Linked DNA regions of Mus musculus: region 1 is linked to region 2. Evidence: chromatin contacts called from public promoter capture Hi-C data. All regions are on one chromosome and are shown on one strand. The core of a region is the stretch at or near the end of the contact, and the rest is flanking DNA. Distances in the headings are between cores, read along the strand shown.

Evidence for each region. Capture Hi-C pulls out chosen DNA fragments and counts their contacts.
Region 1: a promoter capture Hi-C map of adipose tissue shows a contact between it and region 2. The contact joins the promoter of Lrch4 here to the promoter of Wbscr25 in region 2. A contact is called at or near these places in 1 of 39 promoter capture datasets (embryonic stem cells) and 2 of 9 other capture datasets (adipose tissue and liver).

What each region holds. Positions count from the first base shown.
Region 1 is chr5:137,627,037-137,630,526 of GRCm38.p6, reverse strand. Lrch4 (leucine-rich repeats and calponin homology (CH) domain containing 4) reads right to left here and starts at 1,404. Exons shown (of 18, transcript NM_146164.2): 1 at 1,101-1,404. The coding sequence starts at 1,320. It overlaps Gm20605 (predicted gene 20605), which reads right to left and starts at 1,404. Exons shown (of 22, transcript NR_033148.1): 1 at 1,101-1,404.
Region 2 is chr5:134,999,053-135,002,781 of GRCm38.p6, reverse strand. It overlaps Wbscr25 (Williams Beuren syndrome chromosome region 25 (human)), which reads left to right and starts at 1,432. Exons shown (of 5, transcript NR_026907.1): 1 at 1,432-2,712. It overlaps LOC115490310 (a small nuclear RNA gene), which reads left to right and starts at 2,765; the gene lies at 2,765-2,947.

The DNA of each region.
Region 1 (3,490 bases), core at 155-2,654, 2.6 Mb before region 2:
CCAGCCTGGTACAATTGCAGGTGGGCAGGAACCTACTGGAGCAATGTGTTCTTTGATCCAGCTTGATCCAGCCCTGGACCAGATGAGAGGAGCAGAAGGGGCCCTAACACTCCAGCCCAGACTGGGGTGGGGCTCCCGGAATGTAGCCCTCTGTTGTGATTCCCCGCCCTCAGCTGCCAGCCCAAGTTCATAGGCTGCCTCCTAAGCAGCCTGACTCACCTGTCATAGTACAGTCCCCAGTGCCTGGCCATAGCAGACCCAAGGGTAGAGTGTCCATGATTAGTGGGATCCCAAACACACACACACCAGGGTGGGGTGGACATGATTAGAGGGGTCCTGAGGGCAGGGACTGGAGAGTCTCCAGGAGGTCAGCACTCCTAGCTAAGAGATACAATGTCCTTCCTTTCAGCAAGCTGCCTCAAGTTTCTCCCCTAAGGGGAAAGCAGAATTGTAGGGTTCCTATGAGATCACAAACTCCACAGTGACCTCATAAAACCAGGAAGAAGAGAAAGGGGATAGGGGGATAATGGGTGGAAAGTTAAGGGCGAGAGATTCACTTCTTTCACATAGATAGGCTGGGGTGGACGGCGGAGAGGGGCTGGGACTTGGGGAGACTACGGAAAAGCAAGCAGAAACGTCGGGTTGTTAGGAGCGACCCTTTAGGAAAGAGATAACGGGGCTTGTTGGGATTGTGGTGGACGGGTGAGAAAGACGTTGGAAACGACTAAAAGGGTGAAAATGTAGCGATTAATGATAGATTCTACATGGAAGTTTGCTTTAAGGGTTGATCAGATCTAGGGTTGAAGAAGCCAACCAGGTGAGGGGCGGGACCATGCTACAGGTGCGCAATATGCAAATAAAGGGGAAGAGTCTCCTAGAGCTCGGCCAAAAGTGTTCTGTGCACTCTTGAAGCGAACTCATTGTCCAGTGGTTCTTACACAGGGGAGGGGAGGTCGCGGGCTCAATGCCAATCCCAAGGGGCGAGCGTTCAAGACTGCCAGGTGAAGGGGTGGGCCCAATCGAACGCGAGGCGGGGCTATGCAAATGAGGGTCGCAGTCCAGTATGGGTCCCCTGCTCTCTGGGCACCAGCGCAACTCACCAGCCTGGGTGATGTCTGACAAGTCGTAACTGCGGGCCGCGCCCCGGGGGAAGTGCTTCAAACGCCGGTTGGACAAGTTCAGGGTCCCGGTGGCCACAGCCTCCTCTAGGGCTCGTTCTGCGCTACGGCTCCCAGGTAGACCAGGAGACCCTGGCAAGGACACTGAAGCTGCAGCTTCCTCACCCCCGGCGGCGAGTGGGCCCGCTACTGCTGCCGCCATCCGCTCTCGGCGGCTCCCCCTGCCTGACTGACGGCACCGGCCGGCCCTTCTCGCCCTTCCCCCTCCTCGGAGCCGCCGTAGTCCCCACTGAAGGGAGGAAGCGAGGGTCAGGAACTCCGCGGACCAATCATGAACCAGAGACGCGTTAGAAGTGCCCAATCAGAAAACGGCAGGGGGTGGAGCCTCTCAATTCTAGATTACACTGAGGGAAGGGAGGGGTGAAGAGGAGCACCCCGCCAACGGCCGCGGTTCCTGGTCGGCCCGCCCCGCGCAGCGACATCCAATCACAACTCTCGAGGCTGGAGATGGAGCCAATGAGACCCGCCCAGGAGGCGGGGACTACAGGTCTCAACTTTAGGGTATTAGAGACCCAGAGACCACAAACCTGCTTTTTCAACCAAGACCAATTGCAATCTAGATTCAGGCGAGTGACTGTGAAGAAGACCAATTAGAACCTACAAAAGGAACCTGTCCCGGCCTCTTCTCTGAGGGACGGTTCTGCCTACCAATAGCATGGGCTAGGAGGTGCTCCATTCGCTAGACAGAAGGAGGTGGGTGAGCTAGAATTTTTGAGACGCAGGTAAAGATCGTAAAAGGCGCGCGCTGGGCGGCCTGACAGTGCAGGGTTAGGGTTGGGTACTAGCTGTGCTTACTGGGGAGCAAACCAGCATCCGAGAAGTGAGGAAGGGCGAGGGATGCCCCACTCAGCACTCAGGCTGTTGTCTCAACAGAAGGGACCATTTCCTCCTGCGCAGTCTTGAGTCCCTAATGGGAATGCTGGGGATGACCGGTGAGGGGGTTTCCAGTTCAGAGAGGGAAAGTCGTCAGACCTGCCAAAGTCCCCCTGGAGAAGACTTGTGATGGCCAGACCAAACTTTAGAGACTACGAAGGATCTCATGGCCTCTAGAACAAGATCTTTGGGGGTTTTTTGTTTGTTGCTTTTCCGAGACAGGATTTATTTCTCCGTGTAGCCCTGGCTGTTCTGAAACTTGCTCTGTAGACCAGGCTGGCCTTGAACTCAAGAGCTCCTCCTGCCTGTGTCTCCCGAATGCTGGGACTAAAGGCGTGCATCATCACCGCCCGGCTAAGACCTCGGGTTTTTTATAAATGAGGAAAGGGAAGCTGGACAAATCTCAGACCTCCAGTAGAACTCCCCCACACATACTTTCATAACAGACTTTGTCTATTGGAAACCTCTTATTTGAAGCTGGGTGTGGTGGCATGAGCCTGTCGTGACAGTTCTTAAAAAGAGGAGGCAGAAGGATCGGGACTTCGAGGTCAATTCCAGGCAAGCCTGGACTACATAACTCCAAACTAACCTTTTTTAAAAACAAAAACAAACAAACAAACAAACAAACAAACAAAAAAACCCCAGAAAACTTCTTGAGATACAGGAAGGAGTCCCAGATGTGAGAGATAATAGTAAAAGAATATTTTTTTTTCCTTTGAGATTTGCTTTTAGAAGAATGTTAGCGTTTAATGAACCTCCCTGTGTGGCTTCTAGTCATTAGAAAACAGGCATCCCAACACCCTTAATCGCCTCGGCTCTTCCAAGGTTAATCCTGTGGTGAGGCATGCCACTAAGCATCCCCCTTCCCTCTTGGGTGCCTCCACAGCTTACCAATGTGGCTGTAGCTGTGGCTAACATGGCCCCATAATTTCAGTCTTTTTTTCTCAATGTGGGTGGCATGGTGACCTAAAGGAAAAGAGGGAGACTGGCTTTCAGAGACAAGGTCTCCTATAGTTCTAGCTGGCCTCTAACTGGTGATGTAGCTAGGAGTGACCATGAACAACTCCTGACTGTTACCACCTCTCAAGTGCTGGGATTATAGGTGTGCACCCTCATGCAGGGCTCGATTAGAGAGCTTAAAATCTTGTGTAGTGACAGAAGACCACGTCTGCTTTCCGTGTTGCCTGACCACCAGTAACTGAAGTTGCTCTCTCATCTCTGGTCATTCCTGCTATACTGATATGCCTAGACACTAAAGTATTAGAGACTGGGGGCTGGAGAGTGAGTTTAGCTGGCCAATAATGTATATTGGTCTACTTCTGTTCTAAGCACCCAAGAGAGTGGCTCACAACAGCTTGGATCTCCTGCTCCTGGCCTCCCAGGGTTCTCTTCTAGCCACCACAGGCATTGGTCTCACAGGCACGTCCCTCCACCCGTAC
Region 2 (3,729 bases), core at 183-2,682:
ATTTATTTTATATATTTATTATGTCTCTGTGTATCTCTGTATTTCTCTCCCCCTCCTGTGTGTGTCCTCTGTGTCTGTCCATTTGTGTGGTTGTACAGGTGTCACAGCATGCATGTAGAGGTCAGAAGACAACTTGAGGGAGTCTGTTCTCTGTCTCTATGTGGGTTCCAGGAATTGAACTCACATCAATAAACTTGGCAGCAAGTGCCTTTATCCACTGAGCCATCTCACCAGTCCACAGAGTGAAAGGGTTCATAGTTCTGTTGGGAAAAGGTAGTGTTGTTAAAGAGTTTCTGACCAGTCAACCTTCTGTCTAGCCAGCTCACCCCAGCCTGGCACACGACCTTTGACCACATGCCCAAAAGCCAAATAGCCCAGATCTGGTGTCAGGAGTGGCGTTGAGGACATACATAGTCCTGGCCCTCAAAGCATTGTGGTCACATGGCTCGCTCAAGGCTGAGCCTGGCAAGCTGAAAAACCTGTTGGTTTGAAGGTCCCAAGTGAACATTCCAGAGAAAGTTGTGGGCGGGGCAAAGAAGGGGGTCAAGCTCCGTGGCAGGACTCTGGGGGTGGCATGTTGGGGAAAGGTCATTCCAGAGCTGCCCACCCTTTCCCAGCTTGTGGGCCAAACCAGGGAGTTTGCATTGGTTGGCTTCGCAACTCAGATGGGCTACTGAGCCAGAGCTCCTAGACCCCGGGATTATACTGAGATGAGCCTAATCCTTATTTCCTTTTTCTTTCTTTCTTTCTTTCTTTCTTTCTTTCTTTCTTTCTTTCTTTCTTTCTTTCTTTCTTTCTTCCTTCCTTCCTTCCTTCCTTCCTTCCTTCCTTCCTTCCTTCTTTTTTCTTTTCTTTTCTTTTCTTTTCTTTTCTTTCTTTTTAAAAATATTTTGACTTATTGTGTGTCTGTATATGTGTAGCCGGCAGTGTGGAGTCAGAGGACAAGTGGGGATCAGTTCTCTCCTTCCGTGTAGGTCCCAAGGACCGAATTCAAGGCATCCGCTGAACCATCTCTCTCAGTCCATTCTTATTTTACACTGAAGGAAACAAAGAAATGGAGAAAGGCGGAAGTTACCCAGCTCCAGTCACTAGTGTGGCTCAGGTTGGATTCCTTCCCAGATTTCATTTAGGGCCCTCTAGACCCAAAGAAGTGTGGTGTGTGTGTGTGTGTGTGTGTGTGTGTGTGTGGTATGCGTGTGCATGGCAGGCTGGGAGGTAGAGACACTGCACCCTGGCGGCGACCGGGAGTCGAACGGGTTAAGGCTGGAGGCAGCGAGTGTCTTCCTAACCGCACCTGGCTCAGTATCGGTCACGTGGCCAGGGTTTCACCTGCCCTGCTGGGCAGGGACAATCAGGCCGCTTGTTCCCTAAGCCGGTCGCCATGGTGACAGGAGTGTGCCTGGGGAGGTCACAGGGGCAAATTCCTGCCTGCTGGTCCGGGTGTGGCAGGGGCATCAGCTGGATTGTAGCTTGTTTAGGAGATTCCCGAGGGCCCCTGGAGGTTCCCGCTGGGGCTCAGCCTCCCAGGGGCCCCCCCAGTGTGGCTTCCCACCTTGCCACCTGAAGTCCTGTTTCTCCATCTGCCTGGTGTCTTCCCAAATTTTGAACCTAAGCGGATTAATCTGTTGATGCTTTCCGTATACATTGGCAGGCATGGCACCCCAGGCGCAACAACTCCAGATGGAAGACATACTATTACCCCTCAAAAAAATTCTACAAAAAAAACAGATGAGGAACAAAAGGAAACAACTTCAAAGGAAGGAGGCAGCCATGACACGCCAGCCATTCCAGGCCAGGCACAGCTCATCAGCCACAGCGGGCCAGGCACACTACCGCAGGCGCGGTACAGCAGCCAAACCACGCCAGGCTCAGCACGGTAGTCACAGCTTGTCAACTACATCACGCCAGTCACAGCACACCCGGCACATCACGCCCAGCACAACACACCAGGCACAACACACCGGACACACCAAGCCAGGCAAACCGTACCAGGCACAGCATACCAGGCAATCCAAGCCAGGCGAAGCACGCCAGAGACACCACACCAGGCAAACCACACCAGCCACACCACGCCAGTCACACCATGCCAGGCACAGCACCTCAGGCACAGCAAACCAGAGACACCATAGCAGGCCCAGCACTTCAAGCACAGCACACCAGGCACATCAAGCCAGGCACAGCATGCCAAGCTTGCCACACAAGGCACAGGACACCAAACACAACACACCAGGCACAACACACAAGCCACAGCATGCCAGGCACAGAATGCCAGGCTTGCCACACAAGGCACAGGACACCAAACACAACACACCAGGCACAACACACAAGCCACAGCACACCCGGCACCACTCAACAGGCACAGCGCAGCTGGCACGGCGCACCAGACACAACCAGCCAAGTCCACGCTGCGTCTACACTTGCTTTAAGGTAGTAGCAATCTGCTCTGCTTGGGAAAAGCCTTTCTGAAGGTTATAATCCTATCTTCTCTGCCTGCAAGCTCGAGCCTTTGTTAATTGAGGATCTACTGTATGCAAAGGTCCGAGGTGCAAGAATCCTTGCCAGTTCTGCTCCAGATGGAGCAAATACCAATACTTAAAAAAAAAAAAAAAAAAAAAAAAACAAAACTTCAAAGCATAGAAGCGGACCCAATCCTGGATCTTCTAAGATGGCATATCTGAAAGAGACGGTTGAGTGAAAGACCTGGAGGCTGAGGTGAGAAGGATTTGACTACATGAGTGGGGTTGCGGTGGAAGAGAATGTTCTAATTGCTTCTCGGCCTTTTGGCTAAGATCAAGTGGAGAATGTTCTAGAAGCCAGAACACCATGTACAATGGTGAAACCATCTAATTATTTTTGAGATTTCCATACATGCCTTAGGCTGACTTAAACTCTTTGGGGTTTTTTGTTTGTTTAGATTTGTTTTGTTTGTTTGAGACAGGGTTTCTCTGTGTAGCCCAAGCTGTCCTGGAACTCACTTTGTAGACCAGGCTGGCCTTGAACTCAGAGTTTCTCCTGCCTCTTGAGTGCTGGGATTAAAGGCATAGGACACCAAGCCAGAGCTGGGCATGGTGGCACACGCCTTTAATACCAGCACTCGAGGGGGGGGGCCGGGGTGGCAGAGGCAGGCAGATTTCTGAGTTTGAGGCCAGCCAGGTCTACAGAATGAGTTCCAGGACAGCCAGGGCTACACAGAGAAACCCTGTCTCAAAAAAAAAAAAAAAAAAAAAAAAAAAAAAAAAAAAAAGACGCCAAGCCAGGTTGTCTCAGAAAACAAACAAACAAAATAGGCAGGAACAGTTTATTTTGACTCAGGATTTAAGGGTTCATCTCGACAGGAAAAGCATGGCCACAGGAGCTGGTTCCACTGTCAGGATCCACAGTCAGGAAGCAGAGAGAGATGGATGCTGGTAACCAGCTCACTGTCTCCTTGTCTCCTGGGGTCTGCAAGACCCCAGCCCATGAGATGGTACCATCCACATTCAGGGTGGATTCAGGGTGGTCCAACTGGGTTAAAACTCTGGAAACATCTTCGCAGACACAACGTGTCTCCAAGATGATGCCAACCCACAATGCATTGCACTCATCAGCAACAGTCCTCTCCTAGGCCCTTAAAAGTTTATGCCTGCCTCCATATGTAAAACACGCTTAGCTCATCTCCATCAGTCTGCGCCACCTCAGACCCTTGTTAAAGACAGGCTCACAAATAGCCAAGATTGACCTTGAACTCGC